Linked DNA regions of Rattus norvegicus: region 1 is linked to region 2. Evidence: chromatin contacts called from public Hi-C data. All regions are on one chromosome and are shown on one strand. Each heading gives the region's core, a stretch centred on a gene start, on an enhancer-like site or on the middle of the called end of the contact. The rest is flanking DNA. Distances are from core to core; before and after follow the strand shown.

What was found. A called contact is a pair of places that touch in the nucleus more often than the background predicts.
Region 1: a Hi-C map of the Rat2 cell line shows a contact between it and region 2, with 8 times the contacts expected there. The contact joins two enhancer-like sites. A contact is called at or near these places in 5 of 12 Hi-C or Micro-C datasets (the A7r5 cell line, the Rat2 cell line, hepatocytes and 2 more).

Annotation. Positions count from the first base shown.
Region 1 is chr6:39,008,609-39,014,797 of GRCr8, forward strand. All of the region lies in intron 3 of LOC120103512 (a long non-coding RNA gene), which reads left to right. Among named protein-coding and RNA genes, the nearest start is that of Rdh14, 140 kb to the left of the region's middle. Within about 2 kb of position 2,798, at least 1 of the 93 cell types and tissues checked has an H3K27ac peak or open chromatin away from gene starts, as enhancers often do.
Region 2 is chr6:38,915,754-38,922,327 of GRCr8, forward strand. No RefSeq gene overlaps it. Among named protein-coding and RNA genes, the nearest start is that of Rdh14, 43 kb to the left of the region's middle. Within about 2 kb of position 4,673, at least 7 of the 93 cell types and tissues checked have an H3K27ac peak or open chromatin away from gene starts, as enhancers often do.

The DNA of each region.
Region 1 (6,189 bases), core at 1,548-4,047, 91 kb after region 2:
TTAGAGAGGGCTGAGTGCCAGTTTTCTAGAATTGAATACATCAGATTTCTAACATCTAATAACAGATGTTCTGGCTACAATTCATGAAATCATTTGATATTGCTTTATGCTGCGGTAATAAAAATGTCATCTGGCTCTACTCGACCCAGGTTGCATATCTTCCTCAAAGGGTCAAAATGATTTGATGCAGTTCTTGGATCAAAGGGGCTGATGATGCCTGAATCTTACAGGCTAGTGGACAGGATATGATCTAAAAAGGGACATGTGCTGCTGCCCTAATGTGTGCTTTATATCCAAGAGTTCAAGGTATGTCTCTGACCCCTAAACTTGCACAGATTCTAATCCTAAGAGTAAAAGAGTAGTTTAAGGGAGACTCACACTTTCTATCCATCTAATATCTCACATCTGGCAGCATGAACCTATAAGGAATGTTAAAATAGTGGACCAAACATGCAGTATGTAACTGGCATGGTGCCAGACTTTATCACTGAGGTCTTGGAGCAGCATAAGTAAGTAGAGATGATTTGGTTTCTCAAAATATGCATTGCAGGAGAGTTGGGATTATCCATTGAGTAGGGGAAGAGAAAATGCATTTAATGAAGCCTGACTATAAATCAGGAGACTGCAACAACACCAAGAGATGGTGACCTGTCAAGATGACTTGAAGATTGAAATAACTAAGTTAATCAGGGAATATCGTCTAAAGTAGATAACAGTAAACCAAGGGGATTTCTTATGCCTAGACAGTATCTAAAGTAAAAATCAAACCAAGGACAAGGTGGGGCTGCAAGATAGACATACTGGGATCCCTGTGGACTAGTCTGTAAACAAATTAAAGGGAATAAAGGGAAATTTAAAGCCTATAAAAAACCCGAACCTGTTTCATAAGTTTTGTAAGAGTGAAAATTCCTCCACAGAAACCATGATACTGTGCTTTCTAAAATCAAAGACTAATACTGAATGGCATCACATTGACTATTTAATCCCACAGTGATCTACTGTATGGGCTCAGAATCCTAGAGGCAAATAATAATCTTTCTTTCCCTTCCCTTTTCATTGTCAACTTGACTGGTCCTGGAATTACCTAAAAGTTGAACATCTGGGCATAACTTCAAGGGTGTCCCTAGAGACATATAAGTGAGAGAGGAAGACAGAGCTACCATGAATGTGACAGTATTATCCTATAGGCTGGGTCCCTGAATTGAATCAAAGGGAATTAAAGGAAGTTGACACAGTGCAATCAGCCACTCCATACACCTACCAAATCATCTCAAGTTGTACACTAACATAAGCCTCTCTTTAAGTTCTTTGGGCAAGTATTTTATCACAACGTTCAATGTAAATAATATAGAAGAAGAGTAGATAAGCTTTGAAGCAGAATTTAAACCTGCAGCAATACTCTGCAAAGGACTCTCATATCTCAGAGAATAGTAACTGAAACCAATTGTGAGGTGGCATAGCATTTTGAAACATCTGCACAGCACGGAACAATTACCAGAGTAAACAGATAATCAACAGAACAGGAAAAAAGTCTTTCCAGGCTATTGACTTGCAAGGAATTGATATTCAGAATATATAAAGAATACAATTAACTAAAGAACAAATAATCCAACTTACAGATAGGCAAATGAATTATCCAGTTTAAAAATAACACACCCACACATACACTGAACAACAACATCAATGACAACAACAACAACAAAAGAACAAAAACAACAACAACAACAACAACAACAACACAAGCAGCTGCTAAATGTGTGGAAAATGTTCAACATCTTTAGCCATCAGGAAGATGCAAATTAATCCTACCTTAAGACTCTTAACTCTCTTCTTTATTTTTGATACTCTCATACATGCATACAATAAATCATCGTTTTCCTGTTTCAACTCCCTCCGTGCCCTCCCATTATTCCCATTCATAGCTCCTTTGTCCCCTTCGGATAGCTTACTAAGTCCAGTTAGTCCCACCCTTATGTGTATGGGTAGGGCCATTCTGTAGAGCATGGGAAAGCTGTTAGGGCAATAATATCAATAAAGAATGATTGTATTTTTTTTTGCTGGTAACTATCAACTGCCAATAGTTCCTCATATGAAGTGGAGCCTTGAGATCATCTAATCTATCACTCGCTGCCAAGATTTTGACTGCAGAGAGTTAAGAAGTTCAATAGTCACGTCACATCCCAAAAACATCATCATTTCTCCCTGTCTTCCAGATCCAACACTCTTTTTTTCCTCCTCTCCTTCTAATGTTCCCTGAGTCTGCTGGGGAAGGGGTTTCGTTTAGGATGAGCCCTTAGTCCCTTATTCTCAGTGCTATGACCAGTAAGTCATCTCTCCACTACTTCCGACAGAAAAAGCTTCCCTGACCACAGCTAAGAATACCTCAGGTCTGTCATCTAGGAGATGGTTTAAACACACAATGTGTGTTATTATTTAAGTGTGGTTTAAACACACAATGTGTGTTATTATTTAGCCATGAAAAAGAAGGAAACTATCTAATTTGAGGGAAAATCACTGAGTGAAATTAAAGATCATATTACATAAAATACCTATGTTCAGAAGGAAATGTCTTACATATTTCCTCTCACATGGAGAACTTAGATTTTTAAAGAAAAAAATTAGACAAGACCCACCACATCAGAGAGAGCCAACCCCGGACACTATTAAAGATATTCTGCCATGCTTGCAGACAGGAACTTACCATAACTGTCTTCTGAGAAGCTTCATCCAGTGACTGATGGAAACAGATGCAAAGACCCATAGCCAAAAACGAGGTGGAGCTCAGGGTGTCTTGTGGAAGAGCTGTTGGAAGGATTGAGGGGGAGCTGGAAGGATCAAGGACACCACAGGAAGGCCTACAGGGGAAACTAATTTGTGCCCAGGGAGGTTTGCTGAGACTGAACTACCAACAAAGGAGCATGCATGGGCTGCACCTAGGCCCCCTACACAGAAGTAGCAGGTCTGTAGCTTGTTCTTCGTGAAGGCCTCCTAACAATTCAAGCAGGAGCTATCTCTGATTCTGTTGCATGCCTTTGGATCTCTTTCTCATAGCTGGGCTTTCTTGTCTTGCTTCAATGGGAGAGGAGACAATTAGTCCAGCTGAGACTTGATGTAAGAGGATGGGTTGGTACCCATGGGAAGGTGGGTTGGTACCCATGGGAAGGTGGGTTGGTACCCATGGGAAGGTGGGTTAGTACTCATGCTAAGGCCTCCTCTTCTCTGAGTAAAAGAGGATGGGGGTTAGGGGTTTGAGAGTAGAACTGGGAGGAGAGTGGGGACAGGTCTGTGATCAGGTTGAAAAGTGAATAGATAAATTAATTGATGAGGAAAAAAGGAAAAAAATCAGACAAAATGTGAAGAAAAGTAATTGGGAAGAGGAACCTATGGGAGGTATCAAGGAGGACAAGGTAACTAGTGAAAGAGCACTATATACATATGAAAGTATCAAGATGGAATAGACTATTTTACATAATTAGCATGTGTTAATATTATAAATATTATAATATTTATATATATATAAAGCATTTTTTTCAGGTTGAAGAAAGTAGACAGTAATCTAGGAGTTGTACCTGAGTTGGCTTGGTTGGAAAAGGTACTTGCTGCCAAGCCTGAGGACCTGAGTTCAAACCACAAGTCTCTCTAACCTCTTCATACAGGTAGATACACAGACACATAAATAAAAATAAACAAATAAAATATAAAAGTGTATCTAATGTTTAATATTCAATGTAAAGATTGAGTGATAACTCCTTTTCTTGTCCCTTGAGCCAGGCAGGTCCTGCTCCCAAATGTTTCATGAAGATTGCCTGGGAAAGCACAGTAATAGAGATAGTTCGCTGTGATTTATGTTTAAAGTGCTCTAATGTGGTATGTTAGGGGGTGGTGAGAAGACGGAAGTAAAGTCTAGTGGGAGGTTTCTGTCATTAGGTGCACCTCTGAAGTGAATTAGAGGACTTCTGTCCCTTGGTTCTTTCTGCCTCTAGCTTCCAAGGTATGAGATGAGTGGTTTATCTCAGCCACTCTCAGGGTACACTGCCTTCTCCAAAATATGAGACTAATTGATCATAATCTGAACATTCTAAAACTGTGAGCCAAGACAGTCATGTTCCTTAAATATCTCTAGATAGTTGATGATCTCAGGTGTTGACTGAGTGATGGATGGGAGGCTAGTCAGCAAGATGGACAGCTCGGGTGGTTCCAAGCTCTGTGCCAGTTGAGTTTTTGAGTTTTTTTTTTTTATTTTGCTTTCTCTTACAAATATCTTAGAACACAGTTGTTTCCTTACCTGTCTTTGATCAAGATATTTATGAAACAAGTAGGACTTAATTGCTTTACCATGACACTGAATCCCTGCTTCCTACCATTGACCAGAGGAGTAGAGTTGATTTCCATGAGCCTGGGAAACACCAGACCTCTTCCTCTGGGCTCCAGCACAGGTGAATAATGGCTTTTTAAAAGTCTTCCTTTTAGGAAGCTGAATTGATATATTGAAATGCAGTCCCTAGGAGCTGGATGTGAGCTGTCGAGCTATGAGAGTAAAGAAGCCTACAGAGGTACCCAGCTCTAATACCACCTGAGACACTTTCTGGCTCTGCCTGATGCAAAGATCCACGCAGACCTCAAATGAAGAGCAGGAGATGGAGATCTCCATGGGGTTCATTTACAATACATGAAACTCCAGCTGTCTGGTGATGGGTTTTCTGGGCCAAGGCCAAGGCAATGGTATGCTCCTCACAGGTAGTCTTTTCCCATTTCTGAGGCTCCCCAAGGTGTATTCAATAATGCACTCCTCATCCTGAAGCAGATGGAAAAGTGTTTTAAAAGGTGCCAGGTTTATTTATGGAAGCATGAGACGGCATTTAAGAGATGCTCTTTGCCAATGTGAAAAGTGAACTCTCAGAACAGGAAGTGTGCTTTACTGACTATTTATTTTATTGCCGTATCAGCTGCCCAGAGCTGAGGAATCCTTCCTCTCAGGCATTATTTATTTTCTAACTTCTGAACCAGAACATCTTGACCATCGGTGCATCCGACTCATTGCAGCCAGATCCCAACTACAAACATGTGCCTTGTGCCTCACCGTTGTCAGGAGTGCTTCACTGACAGCACTGGAGACACTGGGAAAGCATGGGCCAGAGTCTTTGTTTTCATGTGGATGAGAAGCTGAAAACAATGAGATCAAATGATAATAGATGGTAGACATTGTAAATGCTTCTTAGAATAATGAAGAAATTACTGACTCTCCTCTTATATCTTAAGACACTTGGAAATACTGAATCATCATGGAATCCTCATGAAGTTCTGAGTGGTAGGAAATAGCTAGTCAAATTGAATTTGTCATTTTGCCACTGGTAGTGATAGTGAGGAAACAAAACAGAATTTACTGTGTCCTTCCATTTGTGCTCTTTTCAGCTGCGAAGATGGAAAAGGTTTTATTAAATAGGCCAGTAATAACTATCTAGAAGCATTTTTTTGATATCAGAAAAATAGCCTTGTATGTACAAAAGCACAAGAGCAGAGTACAGAAACCTCATGTCTTGTTACAGGTTCTATTAAAGAGATATAAATCTCTATCACTGAGAACTGAACTGAAAAAGGATCCAATGAAGGAGAAAGGAAACTTGCCATCTAAATGCATTAGGGATATCCACAGACTCTGAGTGGAAACGGTCAACATAATCACACACAAAAATACAAGCATACGTATGCAAATCTGTATGTGCATGGGCACTTCTATAATATCTTAGAAGAGACCTAGAACTTCCTTCATTTTTAAAGAAGATTTTCCCTAGTCTAGTCTGTTGGAGTCTTCCTGACTAGGTGTCCTTTCACACTTGGACCATCTGGTCCATGTAACTTAAATTTCTGGGAGGCACTCTCAGGCAGCACATGTGTTACAATGGCACCACCTTCTGGACACTTTTCTTCTTGTCTGTTTTCCTCATATCTTCCCAGCCGCTCTGAATTGCCCATGGGAAAGTCAACCCTCTGACATCTGCGCTTTTAACAATCTAGCACAAGCTTATGTTCAGGAGCCAACTCCTCATAACCTGAGCATAGGTGATCAGTGCCTCTCTGAGTGAGTTCAAACATTTATGCATCCTTACTATTAACCCAAGGAAGCAACCAAGAGGGGATCTGCAGATTGGTTCGATGGCTCAGGACCAGACTGCGGGGATGAATGAGAAT
Region 2 (6,574 bases), core at 3,423-5,922:
GGTGAATGCTGGGACTGTGAACAGAGTTCACAGCACAGAATCACAAGAGGTCCACTGCTCCTGGGGCCAGAGAGTAGCCAGTGGCAATATGGGGCTAGCCATGATAGTAGCATCACTACAGAATGGCTGGTGACAGCTTGGGATGGAAATTGGAAACTTAGTGAAGTGAGTTGATATGTTTTATTGATTAAGATGAAAATACCCTGCAGATACCGTGTTCCCTTCTCGAGTCCCAGCAATAGCATGGGTTGGTAGATTTCTTTTTTAATATTTACCTGTTCATGGGGGGAGGAGCCTTTTGTCTTTCTTTTGTTTGGTTGGTTTTATTTTCTGTTTTTGCTAGTGACCTTATTACTCTATCTCAAACTCTATTACTTTTTATTATAAAGAGTTAATAACCTTAACTAAATGTCTCAAGGTCTTCATGGAAAACTACCTGCATTATTACTGTGGCCTATTATGATATCAAAATGATATTGGGCTCTGATGGGGACCTTAACACTAGTTTTCTTTTTGCCTTTGTTATTAGATCAAATGGTTACTGCAAATTTCTTGTCTCCCAAAAATCTTAACTGGAAATGTGACTTCACATGATACCTAAATTCAATGGAATCCAGGTACTTAAGGGCCTATAAGTAAGCATTTGAACTCCACAGACTATGTGCAAAGGACAAAGGTATGGGTGAGGGTTTCATCTTATTGACAGAGGACCCTGTTTTGCTTCCTGCTGCTGTGATAAATACTGACCACAGGAAGAAGTAGCTTGTTTGACTTACAGGTTATAGTGCATCATCTAGAGAAGCCAAGGTGGGGACGGAGGCAGATGTGGTGGAGGATCACAGATAAGTGGTTTGCTCATCTTGGACCATTCAGCTTGCTTTTTAAAAATACAACCAGGTATTTTCTGTCCAGGGATACTTACTGCCCACAATGGGCCCTCCCACACCAATCATTAAACCAGAAAAGCCCCAAGTCCTGCTAAAACTTGCTTGTAGTCCAATCTGATGAGAGTATTTTCTTCATAGATGAGTCATGTCAAGTTGACAAAAATACCTATTGAGTACAGGAGTCAAAAAATTAAACTTGGAAGATTAGGAATTGAGGTGTAAGGGCAAAGATGAGAATATATTTTGTCCTCACCCTCCATTGTTTTCCCATTTTGTTTTGTTTCTGAAATGAGTGTCTGCTGAAGCCTAAGATAGAATTCATTATTCAGCTGAAGGAAGCTGACCTGGGTCTCAGGACCCTTTGGCCTGAACCTTCCTTGTTCTGAGATTGAAGGTGTATGCCACTATGTACAATTTCTCCTAAGGATTCAGAACAACCCAGTTCATATGGCAGTAGCTGAGGTCATTGACTGCTAATGCAGGAGCAGATAATATATCACTCTCCTGTCCTTGTAACCTAAGCAGTGAGGTGACAATGATGGGGCAAAGCCAGGTAACAAGCTGATCGATACAGGGACATTCTTAGAGAATAGTTCTCCTAATTATCTCCAACAAGCAGACCAAAGCCAGGCCACAAAGAAAGAGGGGACAGAGCTGTGGAGGCCATTCCATAGAGTCTATTGAGAAGAGGAGGGTGGTCTGAGTCCAGGCAAGTAGAAAATGAGCAACTGTGTATGTGTGTGTTTTATCCAAGAGTTCAAGGGAAGCTGGGAGGGAGTTGGTAGCTGGAGCAAAGGTGCATAGAGCAAAAGCTATACACTGCACCTAACAGCACCAACAAGATAGAATCCACTATCTGTATGCAATATATCAAATAAAGAGATAAGAAATAAGGAAGAGAAGACAATTATTCAATATGTCTACATTGGGAAGGGAAAGAAATAAAGAGGTCCCAGTTTCCCCCTAGACAAGTTTGGGTGTTGTACCATGGGTAAACAGAGTGCAAGGGCTGTGCATAGCTCAGCAGTCTTGGGTAAATTATTGTCCTATCTATTAGTGTCTTGGCTCCCATCTACCCTGAATGGTGATTGAATAAATTGCCAGGAACATGAGGTCTCTTCTTGGAAGCCACATGTCTTCTCCAGCTGACACCAGGACTCCAGTCTTTCTCTTCCCTCCATCAGGAGATTCCTATAGAGAAAAAAATCCCAGTTTTTTAGGGTCTATTGTCTCAACAGTCTGGTAGTGAAATGAAGGAGAAGGGATCATACATTAGAATATCTTCATGGTTTTCAGGATGGTCACAGTAGGGAGTGGATGACATCATTCTGAGGTCAGGGCAGAGCATGGCAGGAGTCTCGGGGGCAACATATTTATATGAACTTTGTAACCTTTACCGTATGAGAAACATCAGGAAGGAAAATGAACCTTGTTTCAATGGGTGGAACCTTATTCAGCTACAGGGACTACCAGGCCAACAACACAAAGATTTTTAAGGCATAACGATCTTCTGTGAGGACACTGTCTGCCCAAACAAAACAGTGTGAACTCTGTCCTGCAGTGCACAATGCAATTCAGATAGCACTTCCACATGGCACATGTATGGGGGAGTCATTGGAGGTTGCTTGTGAAGACAGTACATAAGTTATAGCTTAAGAAGCCAAGCTGTTCCAGGAAATCAGTTGGAGATCAGACCAGCCTTCCCTCTTGTTCCATCATCACCTCATGGTTTTATTTTTGGAGGAATTTGTATAGAGGGAAGATATAAGAGTTGCCCTTCTCACGGACAGCTGCAAGGGAAAACCTGTAGTGCTCATCCCTTAAGTGTGGCGGTCAATGAGGGCAGCGATTTTCAACCTTTCTGACGCCGTGACCCTTTAATACAGTTCTTCATGGTGTGGTGAACCCCCAGCCATAATATTTTTGTGGCTACTTCATAAGTGTAACCATTGTGAATCACCATGTAAATCTCTAGGGTTTTCCGATGGTTTTAGGTAACCTCCTGTGAAAGGGTCGTTCAACTTCCACAGGGGTCATGACCCACAAGTTGAGAACTGCTGAACTAGAGTGACAGAATTTGCTTCATCCAAGGCCATCAAGTAGAATAAGTAGAGCTGTACTTTGGATCTAAAGACAGGACACCAAAAATCAGGGTTATTTGGGCAACTTTGAGATTTCATAAACTAGCAAATACTTGTCTCTATTTTCTTTGTCTTTTAAGTAGTTATAAAACATAGAAAGTAGATGGAAAGATCCAAATTTGCAGCTTAAAAGCCAACAGATACTCATACAAGTGGGTTGAGTACATATGTGTGTCAGAGGCGAACTTTGACATCATTGTTCAGGATCTGTCCACCTTGTTCTTTTTAAAGGAACCTTTCTCTTTGACCTTTTGACCTGCAACTCATCAGGTACACTAGGCTGGCCAAAGAGCCACAAGAATCCATCCATCTCTTTCCTTCTCTCTCTTAAACACTGGGCTTATGTGTTCATGCCACTGTGTCTGCTTGGTGATTTGGGGGATCCAACTCAGCTCCTCATGCTGGTGATACAATCTTTTTACTGATCGAGCTCTTTCCATCACACCCCAAAAAGTGAGCCTTGATGACAATGCCTTGAACATATTAGAGTATCTGCCCTTCTGCCTGGTATAGCTCTCACCATTTCTATGGTCTCTGAGCAATCTCACTGTGTTAATCAGTGAACAATAAATGCTTGTTGCACACTTTGTCCAGACCAAGCATACTCTAGCATCCCATTTTCATTCCTGCCTAACCTATCAACATTTGAATACATGGCCTCTCCTCTACTGCAAGTGCAGTGGGATGGGAGCTAAGAATTACTGAAACTTCTTTTCCCACTTCCGTATAACCCCCGCTATCTTGACTCTAATTGCTTTGAAGCTGAGTTGTAATTAGTGTCTTCCCCAGTCTTTAACAATTGGCCTGGTGAGGATTGCTGCATTTCTTAAGCAGCCATAGCCAGGGGCACATATCAGGTAGTTATTGTACTCCTAAACCCAACCAGGTAGCTGAAGCCCAGAAACTTGTACAAGGCTGGGAGGTTAGAGAGAGGGCTTTTGGGGAGGACTGGCCCACTTGATCCAAGGCCCAAAGCTAGATCCCCTGTCCTTGAGGTCTTTGGTTTCAGACCCTGCTTGAGAGAACAAAGGAGATTTCAGTTGTCACATCTCTGCAGCCCTGAGCTGCTCTGTTTCCTAACTTGGCTGCCTTTCCCATGTGCTGTTTCCCATCAAATACCTCCCCCCTTCCCCTCAGATGATTGGTTGAAATTAAATATCCTAAAATTACACTGAAAGGGAGTGTGTGTGTGTGGGGGGGGGGGAAGCTAATACGAAATTTTAATCAAAATACAAGCTTAACAGTTCCCAGTCTTTGAAATTCGAAGCAGACCTGAGGTCCATGGAGATGTCCCAACTTGTCTCAGGTGTGAAGTTAGCCAATGGATGGTGCAAAACAGAATGAATTGAAAAGGGGGTTTTCTAAAAACAGTGAGGTCATCTTTCCCTTTCCGCAGTGGACATGACTGGAGGAATCGGTTCCCCAAGAAAAGGGGTCTGGGGGCTTCTCCCCATCCCCATCCCCATCCACAAAAGCTTAAAGTGCTTTGCGGAGGACCAACAAAGGAGTTTGGAGGAAGGCCAACCCTCACAGAAAGAAGCGGACATGCGCGCCCTCTGGTGGACGAAGCTCCGTTAGCCTGCACAAGATGGTATTTCTCGCTGGATTAACTCTATAAATAGACAGATGATTTATTAAACAGATTTGAGGCTCATTTGAGGCACAGGGCCATGATTGCTTCAGGGCTCAAATAAGGGAGTGCTTAGGACCTCTCTTCTCCTGAAGACACCTGGACTTACTTAGCGTGATCTACATTGCAAGTGCACTGGACACTGTTGGCTCCGTTGCTCCCAGCCAGGAGATGCCAAATTCCTCCTATATAAAAGGAGCTTTAGTAACTCAAGCAAAATAAGCACACTTTCCCCCCACCGCCTTCCCAGAGACTAAGGCGGCAGGGTTGCTGGGAGGATACACAATACCTTGTTACAAACCATGTAATGTTTTAAAAAGTATCTATCTGACAGCCTTGGCTAAAGCCAGATCTTCTATCTCGATTACTTCAATATGTCAGGTCCATATCGCACCACTGCATCCAGGATTTCAGAGCCAAGACCTCTGTCTTGTCCAACCTTTCCATCTGGAAGCAATGAGCTTAATATTCTGGCTCTCCCCCCATAAAAGCTATGTCACAAAAAAGTAGCAGCATGTGAACTGCTCCCCTCCCCCAAGACACACTGGGACTCCTCATCCCCTGTATGCTCTCTTCAGTTACACTGAAAGACCATCCCACCTCTCCCCTCCCCATAAACCAGAATCTGCCTGTAACAGCATAGTACCAGGAGAGAAGGAATGAATTGACAATCATTTACACTTTAATCCCACTTTTGACATTTTGAGAGATGCAGCTTAAAAATATACTTGAGGCTTAGGGACTCCCTCTGTCCAGCTGTGTTCACTAGAGAAGAGACATCCCCTTCCTTTCATGGATCCTACTGCTTCTGGTGTCCCACTGGAGACCCAGATTTCAAGCTTATTTCATATTGAGCTTTTCCTTCTGTGTTGATAAAGGTCATCACCATCACTAAGTTCTGCGGTTGGTAGTTCCCAGTGATAACAGCCTTCCTTGTTTTATATGTTTGATTCGTGCATTCATTCACTTTTTTGTGTGTGTGTATTTGGTTTCCGATCGAATGCCTAGCAGCTTCTTTTGTATGTCTTCTGTTTCACTGCAAAATCACATGGGTGTCTGGTTCCCAGCGCCTGTGTTGTGAGAAAGGACAACCTCGGCTCTGGAACAGTTAGGTGGGTGGTCCCCATAAGCCACTGCTGCGTTTGATTCTTCGGGTGGTCAATAAGCACAGGTAGGTGCTGGTCATTCTCGGTCTACACACCGAGAATGGTGGAAACGAAGTCCGGGAATGTGTGTGCCGGAACAAGTCACCGAGGAAAAGCCATCTGCGCATGTTCAAAGTCAGGAGACTGGAAGAGCTAGATCAGTGGCAGCAAATGATGCAATGCACAGAGCCAGGGGGAAACCATGGGAACTGCACCGAGAACTCGGGGCTTTGCCTGGAAATGATATAATGCTGCTGTTCACCCTCCAATGAATCTGAGTCCTGGAGTTCTGGAAGATTAGTGTAGCTGGAAATCACCCTCCTGCTGAGCTCCCTGGGCTTTGGCTACTTTTCTGTTCTCCTTCAGCTGGAAGCTTCTAGGGGCAGAGGTCAGCTTTCCTGTGTTGAATCTTTAGGGAAGGGCCTCTGGATCCTGGGAGAGAATTGAAAAGATCAACTCATCCCAATCCCTTGCTTTATATGAAGGACACCTCACTCTTGGAAAGGGGGAGTAGATTGCCCAAGGTCACCCAAGCCCTCAAACAAATTTATTTAGGCTAATTCAGGAGACATCCATTTGGGAACAAGCCAAGCCCACATTTGTTAAGGACCTTAGTCTGCAGTGTCCTAAAGCCCCGTGCATCCATTCACATACACGAGAGTGTTTTAAAGTGCTCATCTGAGAGCTATTATATAGGCAGGGCTTCCAGCCCCCTGACTCCATAGGCAGTATGCACAAAACCTGTTTCCTCAAATGCTGCCTGCTGCACTG